Linked DNA regions of Mus musculus: regions 2 and 3 are each linked to region 1. A link is a contact called in public Hi-C and promoter capture Hi-C data. All regions are on one chromosome and are shown on one strand. The core of a region is the stretch at or near the end of the contact, and the rest is flanking DNA. Distances in the headings are between cores, read along the strand shown. Region 1 holds the start of Acsm1 (acyl-CoA synthetase medium-chain family member 1). Region 2 has its middle 22 kb from the start of Acsm4. Region 3 holds the start of Acsm2 (acyl-CoA synthetase medium-chain family member 2).

Region 1 (4,031 bases), core at 3-2,502:
CAGATACCTGCTGGGTCCAGATGGCATCTCTCAGGTTCTACTGCCTGCTCCTCCTTTGCAGAAGTGTCTTTGCTTTGCCACCTGTCTTCCACCTCCCTCTCAGATTTTTGCACTTTGGCCCTTTGGATATTTAATGTCTAGCTACTGTGGCCAGTCACCTCACTCTGCCTTCTCCCCACCATTCCTTCTCCCCAAGCAATGCCTGCCTGCTCTGTGTTTACAATTTTACCATAAGTCAGTCAGCCAGGAAACATGACGTCTGTCAGGCTTGCCCCTCCCCTCTGCCTTCTTTAGTGGTAACTTTAAGCCAAAGTATTTTTATCCCAAGTTCAACAGAGACTAGAAGAGTAAGAGGTGAAAAATCCAAGCCAGAATCCCTGGAGGTCCTCCACTCTCCATCAATCTCCCAAGTCAGATCATTAGCAAAGAATTACTCAGGTACTGTGCATAGTCGCCTTCATTAAACAATCAACAAAACATCAGTACCCAGTCTGCGGCTAAATTCTGGGGGTCGGACTCTCTACTGACTAACCTAACCTTTTCAAAGATTTCATAGAACTAAGCTTACAATGACCTACCTAACATCATTTATTGATGAGCTGCCCTAAATCGAGGACCATATGGCATACTCGGGGCTTCTTCAAACACGTGGCAGATCCTAAACCTTTGGAACTACAAAGACCTTAACTTTGCCCACACACAGAATCATTTCTCTTAACTAGAATTAAACAGCCAACACACTCTATCACTGCGTGTTATGAGCCTCTTAAGAGTCATCTAGTTTAACACTAACCAGTGAACAAAATCCTAAGAATTTGTCATTTTCATTTTACAAGTGAGGAATGGAGTGAGGGGCTCACCCAGGAAGAGACAGGTATTGTGGAGAAAGCAGAGGCTTGTGCTGAGAGATCTCTGTGTCTCTGGCACATGGATCTTAGCTATGAAGCTGTGTGGCCCTTCAGCTGTCATATAGATGCAAAAGAAAGGTATACACTGGGAAAGGGAAGCAGGTTAGCTGCTGAGAATTTACAAAGACTCCACCTTTCTCATCCTGTTCCACCTTGAGTAGCCCATGAGGATGGGGAAGGTTCTACACAGTCCTCTTCCCTAGATGACTGTCCCTGCTGGAAGTCTGCACTGTTTTCTGACCTCTTGACTAAACGTCTCCTCCCCTCTGCAGCATCATCCAATTCCTGAAGTTGTCACTCAATATTCTCCTCAGTCAGGGGCCAAGTTCCACAGCTGTGTTCCCAGAACTGGGAAAGACTGTGCACAGAGAGCAGGCCTTACAAGCCGTCTCTCCTGGCTATAGTCTACCTGTGTCCTTCACAGTACCAGGTAAGACCAAGCCCATCCTGGCTACCCCCACCTCAGGGCCTGCCCTCACCGTGTGTCCGTGTGTCCGTGTGTGTGTGTCCGTGTGTCTGTGTGTGTGTGTGTGTGTGTGTGTACATATGTGCATGTGTGACTGCTTGTGATAATCTGTATGTCTGTGTGTATTTCTATCTTCCACAAAAGCCTTAAACTTGAGGATCCTATTTAAGTTCTGTGAATGCCACTTATAAACTATGGCCTTGGTCAAATCACTTAACTTTTCTGCCATTTCCTTTCTTTATCTGCAATATAATGATGGCACGTTGGAGAGAGGAATATCTGGAGACATACATGAGCCATGTTTAGCACAGTGGCTGGCTCAGAGACACGGACTGATATGTTTGGGAATGAGTAGAAAAGACAGGGACAGAAGGAGAGTCATTGAAAGAAACCTTCCCTGTGCACAAGACAGCTCGCTCTCTTTAAAGTGAATGCCTTTAATCTGGTGAAGCACTTGCTGAGTCAGCATGAGGACCTGAACTGGATCTCCAGTACCTGGAGAAAAGTGTGGGCAGGGTATCTTCCAGTGTGTGCCTTCCATTTGTTAGGGTTTGTTGTTGTTGTTGTTGTTTGTCAACTTGACACAAGCCAAGTCATTTAGGAAGAGGGACCCTCAATTAGAAAAAACCACCTCTTTCAGATCAAACAGTAGGCAAGTCTGGAGAATTTTTATGATTAATGATTGTTCAAAGACTTAACTCACCGTGGGTTGTGCCACATCTGGGCACCTTGCCTATATCAAAAAAACAGCTGAGAAAGCCATAAAGCAAAAGCCAGCAGATGCCATTCCTCAACCCTTCCTGCCTCTGCTCCTGTTTGTGTTCCTGCTCTGACCTCCCACAGAGACTGAGCATGATTAAAACATGTAAGTCAAAAAGACAGCTTCCTCTCCACGCTGCCTTTTTGTCATGATGTTTATCACAGCAATGCAAAGCAACCTAAATTATCCCTATAATCCCAGGGCTGGCAAGAAGAAACAGAAGGATCCCCAGGGACTTGCCAAGCAGCCGGTCTAGCCAAATCAGCTACCATCAGGTTCACTGAGAGACCTTGTTCCCAAAACTAAAGTGGAGAGGTTTGGGGAAAACCCTTGACTTTGCCCTCTGACTTCCACATGTGTGTGCATTCAAACACACACACACACACACACACACACACACACACACACACACACACACACACGGTGGAGGGGCAGATTCATTTAATTGTTGGTAGTTGAAAGGTACCTCAACATTTTTAAATTCTTGGTATGTTCTAGGTTCAATGCTGGCACAGTGATGATGCCACTAGTTAACATGGGAATCAAGGTGATAGGTATCATATTTGTACCCTCAAAAACAGGGCCCCAAAACACAGAACTGTCAGGTGGTAAAGCCGAAGTCATGTTGTGACTCTGCTGTACTGGGTTCCCCTAAGACACATCAAACATGTCAATCTGTTAAGTAACATTTTGTGTCCCAGGGCTTCTCTAACACATCTGATTCTCAGGGCACTGCATATGTAAGTCTACATTCCTGGGCCCAGCCCACCTCAAATACACATGGCCAACTTGCTTTCAGAATATACTTTAAAACACTTCATAACATTGGGCTCTAAGATCATTTCATAGAGCCTTCAGAGCTTAATATCTAAGACGGCAGACCTTCCTCCAGTTGATAGAACCTAAAAACACATGTGGAACTCTTATAATAAGTGTTTCATAAATGAAAGAGAAGTTATTCTATGATTCAAATATTTTATAGACACAATCGATTTTTCTCTTTCCAGCTTTCATTTCCCAGGTTTTTAAAATGCGACAAGGGAAGAATCTAACATTACATTGAATACTCAGTGCCCATCAACAAACAAACACTATGACGGATAGATAGATATTGTTCTATATATAGAATAGCATTGATGTAATTGTTGCTATGTAGATCTATAGCTATAGAGAGGGAGATAGAGAGAGATGTAATTTTAGATATTGATACATAGTTATAGAAATAGACAGAGCTAGAGAGAGAAATCTGCACCTCAGGAAGACAGACAGAAATACCTAGATATGAGTTTCTCTGAAAGCTGTAACATGCACTGTGGTACAAGCTGTCTTTACAGTCTATTTCAGGAACCGATCCCCACTTCTTTCCTCTAATCCTGTTGTAGAAGTTAAATACTATTTCTTTGTCTCAGGCTTAATTACTCTGCTTCCCTGGAGAGAGAGAGAGAGAGAGAGAGAGAGAGAGAGAGAGAGAGAGAGAGAGAGAGAGAGTTAACCATTAACCATCAATAGCCCCTCTTTCTAGAATTCTTACCTGTGCTGTGTCTTACAGAATGTCAGTCATCCATTACCACCATTGCTTAGATCAATAGGTGCTATGAGTCCATCTGTGTTGAAAAGGGAGGTTAAGCAAACTACTCCAAGTTACACAGTGGGTGAGTGGAATTTGAACCTGTGCTGTTGGACTTCCAAAGGCTACCCTCTCAATTACCCACAGCCAGCCTCTTCCAGGAACCACTGTGTTTGCCAACTCACATGATAAACATTAAGTTAGAACTGCAAACTATTTGTAATAAAGTGTCAACATGATTTCCTCTCCTTTTGGTCTAGAAGATTGCCATGGAAAATGATCACAGACTGAATGACTTAGCAGAAATGTGTTTTCTCAATTTTCTGAATA
Region 2 (4,284 bases), core at 786-3,285, 50 kb after region 1:
GAAGAAGAAGAAGAAGAAGAAGAAGAAGAAGAGAAGAAGAAGGAGAAGAAAGGAGGAGGAGAAGGAGAAGGAGAAGGAGGAGGAGGAGGAGGAGGAGGAGGAAGAGGAGGAGGAGGAGGAGGAGAGAAGAAAAGAAAGAAGAAGAAGAAGAAGAAAAGAAAGAAGAAGAAGAAGAAGAAGAAGAGAAGAGAGGAGAAGAAGAAGAAGAGAAAGAAGAAGAAGAAGAAGAAGAAGAAGAAGAAGAAGAAGAAGAAGAAGAAGAAGAAGAAGAAGAAGAAGAAGAAGAAGAAGAAAAGAGGAGGAGAGAGCAAGAGAGGGATGGAGGGGGAGAGGGAAAGTGAGGAAGAAAGAGAGAGGGCATACCAAAATAGCAGAGCTATAAGGGGAGTGGTATAGCCATGGGGAAGGAAGCCTGTGAGCTAGGGGGGCTTAGGGTAGGGGAAGAGGTGAGAAGAGTCCTGATACTAGCATGGCCTTTGAAATGGATAACAGGTTCTTGTGATTCTGAAGGAGCTTGAAGGCCAGCATATGCCATGGTATGCTAATAGACAGCCATTTGTCCCTTCTGCCTTTTGGATCTTGGGGAAATGGACAGGTGCATCAGCTTTGGAGACGAGCAATGGGGAGAACACGGACAGTTGTGACTAACAGATGTGATCCCTTCCTGAAAGGGGTGATTCCTCACTGGGCATATATAAGTGTAAAATTTGTTTTTCCTGAGAAATATGAATAAGAAGATGTTTGGGGGTTTGTTTGTTTATTTGTTTGGTCTCACGTAGCCCAGGCTGGTCATATATAACTGAAGATGGCCTTTAACTTCTGTTCTTCCTGCCTCTACATGCACATAATGGGATTACAGATGTGCATTCTTGGTCTTTGTGGTGCTGAGGCTTGGACCCAGGACCTTGTGCATGCTGGGTAAGCACTCTACCAATCGAGCTGCATCCCCAGCTCTACACTTTTTAGAGATTTTATTTATTCTATGTATATGAGTACACTGGGGCTGTCTTCAGCCACACCAGACAAGGGCATCGGATCCCATTACAGATGGTTGTGAGCCACCATGTGGTTGCTGGGATTTGAACTCAGGACCTCTGGAAGAGCAGTCAGTGTTCTTCTCTCCAGCCCCCAGCTCTACATTTTTAGAACTCTAAATACAATTTTATTCCAAAGTTAAAGGATCACTTTAAAACTGAGAAATAAACACATATAAACTTAACAGTGGACAGGAAACCTGGGCCTTCTGCTAAATCCCCATGAGTCATCCTCTTAAAATTCTCTGGGCATACCCAGAAGTATGCCCATACAATGTGAAAGACTGAGGGAAAACAACTAATCAAATGTGAACAATACATGTGAAAGTAGCACACGAAATATGCTTGTGAGCGTGAGCATGACTAAGAGAAACGCGCCCCTGTTTTACAATGCCTAGGTTATTAATCCAACCATAATCATGCACAGAAAATTGCTTAGCACAATTTCTATCACAATTTTCTTTCAACCTTCATGCCAGTTCTTAAAAAGACACTTAAGGACATATCTCTGAAGGACATACAAATTGTGTGTCAAAATAAGTGTATATAATATTAAGCATTGAGAACTAACATGCTATAAGAATGTGATTCCAAATAATCAATGATAAAAATTCACTTTCATATTTCATAAAATGACCCTTAAGCCAATCAGTAACAATACTGCAAGTTAATATGTAAATGAACAGAAAACTTGGAAAGTTATGGGAATGACAACAAATGCAATCATCATTTTACAAAATTGATATTTATGAGTATGACAAGAAGACATGAATGAAAATATAATCCCACCTAACCCAGACACCTAGCCTTAGTTTTGTGCAAAACAAATAAACAAAGCAAAACACCCTCTCCAAAGTGAGTTCTGGAACATTTTCCCTTTGACACTCAAACCTTGGTAAAGTACAGAGTGTACTTCTTGGAAGCAGCTACTACTTGACAGAGAGCAATAACCTGGATTGTAAGGGTCAAAGACACAGATCAAATATGCCAAAGAGCAAAGTCTGTCCTACCACTAGCTGGTGAAAGTCCTGAGTCATGGACATCCAGTTCCAGTTGGTGGCTGTCGGGATATTAACCGTGGTTCTGTAATCAGACATGGATGAAGCCCGACAGAACTTCTCTCTGAAAACCAAGCTTCAAGAGTGGATGGCCTAGAACAAGCAGATAAGCCACTTAACTGCTCAGGGGAGAGAAAGTCTTACTCACCCATGGGAATTTAGCCAGACAAAGTGAAAAGTAAAATAAAATAAAACAAAATAATAATAAGCATATTTCATCAAGGTTCATCATGGCATTCCCTTCTTGTGGGTGTGGATAAACAGAATAAATGTTCCTTACTTGAGGTTGGGTAAGTGCAACGATTCTGACTTTGAACAAGAGTCCGTGATCACTAGAGATTTCTGGAGCCCTTGTCCAGTAACCTAGTACAGGTCGGTCAAAACCAGTGTGACCATATCTATGGGATGTTCTCTTCCCTCTCTCTTAGCCCTTCCTCCTCCTCCTCCTCCTCCTCCTTCTCCTCTTCCTCCTCTTCCTCCTCCTCCTCCTCCTCCTCCTCCTCCTACTACTACTACTACTACTCCTCTTCCTCCCCTCCTCCTCCTTCTTCTTCTTCTCCCCCCCTTCTCTCTCCTCTACAAACAATACACACACACACACCTTTGTGTCCCTGTAATGGAGGGTGTGTGTGGCATTTCTGTAGTAAAGTGCATACTCTCACAGTAAGAAATGAACCTCTGCAACCAACAGATTGGGAAAGGATCTTTACCAATCCTAAATCTGATAGGGGACTAATATCCAATATATATAAAGAACTCAAGAAGCTAGACTCCAGAAAATCAAATAACCCCATTAAAAATGGGGTACAGAGCTAAACAAAGAATTCTCAACTGAGGAATACCGAATGGCTGAGAAGCACCTGAAAAAATGTTCAACATCCTTAGTCATCACTCCAGTCAGAATGGCTAAGATCAAAAACTCAGGTGACAGCAGATGCTGGCAAGGATGTGGAGAAAGAGGAGCACTCCTCCACTGCCGGTGGGATTGCAAGCTTGTACAACCACTCTGGAAATCAGTCTGGTGGTTCCTCAGAAAATTGGACATAGTACTACCGGAAAATCCAGCAATACCTCTCCTGGGCATATACCCAGAAGATGTTCCAACTTGTAATAAGGGCACATACTCCACTATGTTCATAGCAGCCTTATTTATAATAGCCAGAAGCTAGAAAAAAACCAGATGTCCCTCAACAGAGGAATGGATACAGAAAATATGGTACATTTACACAATGGAGTAGTACTCAGCAATTAAAACAATAAATTTATAAAATTCTTAGGCAAATGGATGGATCTGAAGGATATCATTTTGAGTGAGGTAACCCAATCACAAAAGAACACACATGATATGCACTCACTGATAAGTGGCTATTAGCCCAGAAATCTAGACTGCCCAAGATACAAAACACAGGAAACTCAAGAAGAAGGAAGACCAATGTGTGGATACTTTGTTCCTTCTTAGAATGGGGAACAAAATAGCCATGAAAGGACTTACAGAGACGAAGTTCAGAGCTGAGACAGAAGGAAGGACCATCCAGAGACTCCCCCACCCGGGGATCCATCCCATATACAACCACCAAACCCAGACACTATTGCATATGCCAGCAAGATTTTGCTGACAGGACCCTGATATAGCTATCTCTTGTGAGGCTATGCCAGTGCCTGGCAAATACAGAAGTGGATGCTCACAGTCATCTATTGGACGGATTACAGGGCCCCCAATGAAGGAGCTAGAGAAAGTACTCAAGGAGCTAAAGGGGTCAGCAACCCTATAGGAGGATCAACGATATGAACTAACCAGTACCCCACAGAACTGTGTCTCTAGTTGCATATGTAGCAGAGGATGGCCTAGTCGACCATCAATGGGAGGAGAGGAGAGGCCCTTGGTCTTGTGAAGATCATATGCCCCAGTACAGGGGAATGCCAGAGCCAGGAAGTGGGAGTGGATGTGTTGGGGAGCAGGGTGGGAGGATAATATAGGGGACTTTCAGGATAGCATTTGAAATGTAAATGAAGAAAATATCTAATAAAAAAAGAAAAAACATTAGAATATTTAAAAAAAAAAAAAAAGAAGGTTGATCAGTAAAAGTAAAGTGGAAAAAAAAAAAGAAATGATCCTCTGCGTATTCCAACATTGCTAAAGCCTTTTCCACTCTGGGTACATCAACACTGCACAGGACAGATTCTACAAGACA
Region 3 (4,269 bases), core at 777-3,276, 56 kb before region 1:
TGGTTAACTTTATTTAATCCTATTTACAATATTAAAGGAGAAAGCTCTTGGATTTAGGGTGTGTGCTAAAACTGAGCCACGCCACAGATAAAAACAGGTTTTGCTAGTAAATAACACAATCTTGGGATTTACAGTGTGATCAAATGTCTTGCAACACATCATCTTTCAAACAAACTTGGAGATGTCACTGTTAACCTATTCAACAGACAGAAACTAAGGCTTGAGTTATCAGTGGTCCTCAGAGGCTGGAAAGTGTGCCTGGGAGCTTTGTGACACTCTGAACTACTCATGGTCACTGGAAACGGATGAATGAACTTTAGACCACTGGAAAAATTGCCAAAGAGCTGTGGAGTGGAAAGAAGGATTAATAGGAGCTATTTTTCTTCCCTCTAGATAGATAAACAATGAAAGTGAGTTTGAAGACATTGGCCTTCATGCCCCAAGGCATTTGAAAGACAGAGCTAGAATTTATGTGACCATCTGAATTGTCCATCTATGTCCCTCTGTCTCTCTGTTTATTCTTTCTCAACCCCTTCTGAAATCTTATTTGCCTCTGTCTGCCTCACAGGCAACATGACCACTTGACCTGAGAATAGGGTTGCTTGGCACCAATCCCAGGTAGGTGACATTTTCTTTACCAGTATAGGCATTGGTCAGTTGCTCCTGCTCCAGGATATCATCCCCTATCCACGCTCATCCATGGATACGTATTTCATTTGGAAGACTCCATGGTCTGACTGAGTTAAGTCAGGTTCATTCTGAGAACAGGTTTCAAGGGCAGAGGCAGGAAGAACAGAAAAGAAAGCACAAAATGTCCCATGGCTAGTTTGTTGGTTAGTCATATGTCCTCTGGATACACACTAGAGTTAACTGAAAGGAGGGAACCTCAGTTAAGACGAAGCCTCCACAAGATCCAGCTGTAGGGCATTTTCTTAATTAGTGACTGATTGTAGCTGGTGCCATTGCTGAGCTGGAAGTCCTGGGTTCTACCAGGACAAGCCAGTAAGCAGCAGCCCTCCGTGGCCTCTGCATAAGCTCATGCCTCCTGCTCTTTTTGAGTTCCTTTCCTGGCTTTCTTCAATGGTGCACTACAATGCGGAAGTGTGAGCCAAATCAACCTGTTCCTCATCAACTTGTGCTTAGTTGTGGTGTTTTATCACGGCGATAGTAATGCCAAGACAGACAGGAAATGATCCTTTGGAACACTGAAGAGAGTAGGACAGGTTGCAGTCACAGCTGGAAGGCAGAACCGACAGATTGACCAGATCTAGGCATAAAGGAGGTGGGAACCTGAGATTTCATGCAAAGAAACAGTAACAGGATGGTCATCGGCTGGTAAAGGCCCAAGATACAGTGGCAGGGTTTAGAGCTAGAATGCCTAGCACTATCTGAATCTACTTTTAAAAACCTATTAGATGGCCGGGTATGGTGGTGCACACCTTTAATCCCAGCACTTGGGAGGCAGAGGCAGGCGATTTCTGAGTTTGAGGCCAGCCTGGTCTACAGAGTGAGTTCCAGGACAGCAAGGACTACACAGAGAAACCCTGACTCAAAAAACCAAAAAAACAAAACAAACAAAAACCCTATTAGATATCCAAGTGGAGACATCAAATAGGTGAGCATTCAGGAAAGAGATCCAGCCAAGAGACATACTTGTAGGGCCATTGGCAAGAGACCTGGATCCAAACAGTGACCCTGGATGAGTGTCACAAACAGAGCAGGAAAAGAGACCTTTGGTAGAAGTCAAATGAATGAAAGGATTAAAGGTAATGAGACACTACATAAAGACTCTGAAGTTCCATCCTCTTCCCCTGGTCAGGGCAAAACCTTGCTGTCGATTATGAGAATAAACCTCTCATTGATCCCTTGGGCTAAGGAGCAGTTCAACTGACACTCCTCCACAGGCTCAAAGACTGTGCCTCACATAAACTTCGTTAGGAGGAGTAATATCAGCCTAAAATTGTGCACCATTAATGATTAGCTGAGCCCTCGGAGGCTACTCAGGCTTGATTAGGGAACTGTCAGCTTCAGTGCTCTTCTCTCCACTGATGCTGCAGGAATTCTCAAACGACTTCCCAAGAGGGAAATAGACAAAGCTACTGTCAGAGAGAGTTCCAGAAGAAGACCAGAAGGTGAGTGTTTATGCAAGAGGCAAAAAGGTGGGGCTGTGCATCATGATGACACTCACCAGTCATGAGGAGTAACAGATAGCAAGGACAGGGAAAATTCTCCAAAGGAAGATAGTTCAAAACTCCTAGAAGCCACAAAGGGAGTGTCACAAGGTGTTAGTGAGGGGACAGCATTGCATAGGAGAGAGGGAGTCTTCAGCCAACCAAAAGTAGAGGACAGGAGAGCTGGTCAGGAGTGTACACAGAAGAAGCAGAGAGTTAGCTAGTGGTGAAGATATAGATGCTGATTTGAAGAGGAGAGGCTAGAAGATAAGAGTCAGTCACTGAAAGAGAGAGAGACCATCAGCCATGAAAACACTAGCTATTGTTCCCCAGGCCTGGGAAGGAAATTCTTCCCTCTTCTTCTTTGAGAAATCAAGAGAATATTTGGAATTGCCACAGACAAGCATTCTTTTTTTGTTTTTGTTTTTGTAGTTTGTTATATTAAGATTTTTTTATTTAATTAGGTATTTTCTTCATTTACATTTCAAATGCTATCCCAAAAAGTCCCCCTTACCCTCCCCACCCCACTCCCCTACCCACCCACCCCCACTTCTTGGCCCCTGTACTGAGGCATATAAAGTTTGCAAGACCAAGGGGCCTCTCTTCCCAATGATGGCCTACTAGGCCATCTTCTGATACATATGCAGCTAGAGACATGAGTTCCGGGGGTACTGGTTAGTTCATATTGTTGTTCCACCTATAGGGTTGCAGACCCCTTTAGCTCCTTGGGTACTTTCTCTAGTTCTTCCATTGGGGACCCTGTGTTCCATCCATTCTTCTGCCTGAACCAAGGGGTCTGGGAATCCAGCAAACACAATGGATTGCTGGCTCGATTCCCTGACTCAAAGTTCATTAGGCTTAAAATTCCAGTCTCATCTAAGAGCATGTGACAGAATTCAAAGACCAGTGTTTTTAGCTTTGGAACATCTTTCCATGGAGCCAATGAAATGAAAAAAATACAACAGCTATAATCTTCTAAATGATTGCTTATGTTAGACCCTGCACTACACATGGGTAGTTTTTCAGATATGTCAATTAAAAGGGACTCTAAAGAATTATTGTATTAGCCAGTAGTTGCTGCACTAATGAGCATTCCAAGCATTTTATAGTTGTTTCCTTCTAAACACAGATATAGAATGTGCCTACAAAACTTAGTTGAAAATAACTGTAAGTTGAAAGGGGCCATGTTGGGAACTCCTCATGACATCATCTGGGGCCTCAGGAAAGGTTAGTGCTTTTCTGGGATATGCGGTCTCACAGGAAGCCCCAAAAATGATGATAGGGAGATAGTACCTTGGGTAAGAGCACTTACTGAAATAGCATGAGAACCCTCATTCAGAAGCCAGGTACCCATGTAAAAAACTGTGTGTTTGTGTGAGCCCAGTGCTAGGGGAGCAGAGACAAAAGGATCACGGAGACTCTTTGGCCAGCAAGCCTAGCCAGAAATGGGAGCTGGTGGAATGGTTCTTTAGGAGAATAATACACAGAAAGAGACTGTACCAGGCACTCAGTTTCAATTCAACTCACCCACAAATACAACCAATCAACCCTGGAGGACAGAGAAGAGATATATGTCTCTACTAGCTTATGGCAAGTGTCAAAATCCAGTAGGGACGAACTCACCTATTCTACCTTCCTTCACAGCTCTGACTATGCATCATCTATGGAAAATTCCAAGACTTTTCACTCTCTGGGGGAATGAGATTTCCTGCCGTACTTTCCATATGAATATCAAGAAACTAATACCCATACAGTGGGGCCACCAGGAAGCACCTGCCAAGTTCAACTTCGCTAGTGATGTGATAGATCACTGGGCCAGCGTAGAGAAGGTAAGGGGATACTGGATGGAACAGCTTGAATAAGGTCACATATTTATCGAGATAGAACATTATGGGATGCTTTATTACTCCATAAGAAACTGTGAACAGGACGGTCATCTTCCTTGATGCAGCATAGAGTGACTTGGAAGAAAGAAATGTAGAAGAACTATGGGGTTCTGTGAGAGAAGCATCTTGCAAGAGTCAGTAACTGCAGACACTCACAACTGGTCACTATGCTGAGAATAAGTGATTGTTGACTATTCATCCGTTAATAAAAC

The links. Hi-C and Micro-C count contacts between places; a contact is called where the count stands out from the background. Capture Hi-C pulls out chosen DNA fragments and counts their contacts.
Region 2: a Hi-C map of liver shows a contact between it and region 1, with 5 times the contacts expected there. The contact joins the enhancer-like site here to the promoter of Acsm1 in region 1. A contact is called at or near these places in 10 of 39 promoter capture datasets (the 3T3-L1 cell line, 3T3-L1-derived adipocytes, cranial neural crest and 6 more), 6 of 484 Hi-C or Micro-C datasets (liver and nephron progenitors) and 2 of 9 other capture datasets (adipose tissue and pancreatic islet).
Region 3: a contact with region 1 is called in a promoter capture Hi-C map of liver. The contact joins the promoter of Acsm2 here to the promoter of Acsm1 in region 1. A contact is called at or near these places in 3 of 39 promoter capture datasets (hippocampal neurons, liver and macrophages), 8 of 484 Hi-C or Micro-C datasets (liver, nephron progenitors and stem cell-derived motor neurons), 4 of 115 datasets of contacts at active chromatin or transcription factors (hepatocytes, kidney and liver) and 3 of 9 other capture datasets (adipose tissue, liver and pancreatic islet).

The regions. Positions count from the first base shown.
Region 1 is chr7:119,616,560-119,620,590 of GRCm38.p6, forward strand. Acsm1 (acyl-CoA synthetase medium-chain family member 1) reads left to right here and starts at 1,253. Exons shown (of 14, transcript NM_054094.6): 1 at 1,253-1,338. Gm39079 (predicted gene, 39079) reads right to left here and starts at 3,772. Exons shown (of 2, transcript NR_166607.1): 1 at 3,666-3,772.
Region 2 is chr7:119,666,041-119,670,324 of GRCm38.p6, forward strand. No RefSeq gene overlaps it. Among named protein-coding and RNA genes, the nearest start is that of Acsm4, 22 kb to the right of the region's middle. Within about 2 kb of position 2,036, at least 4 of the 459 cell types and tissues checked have an H3K27ac peak or open chromatin away from gene starts, as enhancers often do. A contact at or near this core is called in liver, where this site is marked.
Region 3 is chr7:119,559,682-119,563,950 of GRCm38.p6, forward strand. Acsm2 (acyl-CoA synthetase medium-chain family member 2) reads left to right here and starts at 2,027. Exons shown (of 14, transcript NM_146197.4): 1 at 2,027-2,132; 2 at 3,816-4,000. The coding sequence starts at 3,824.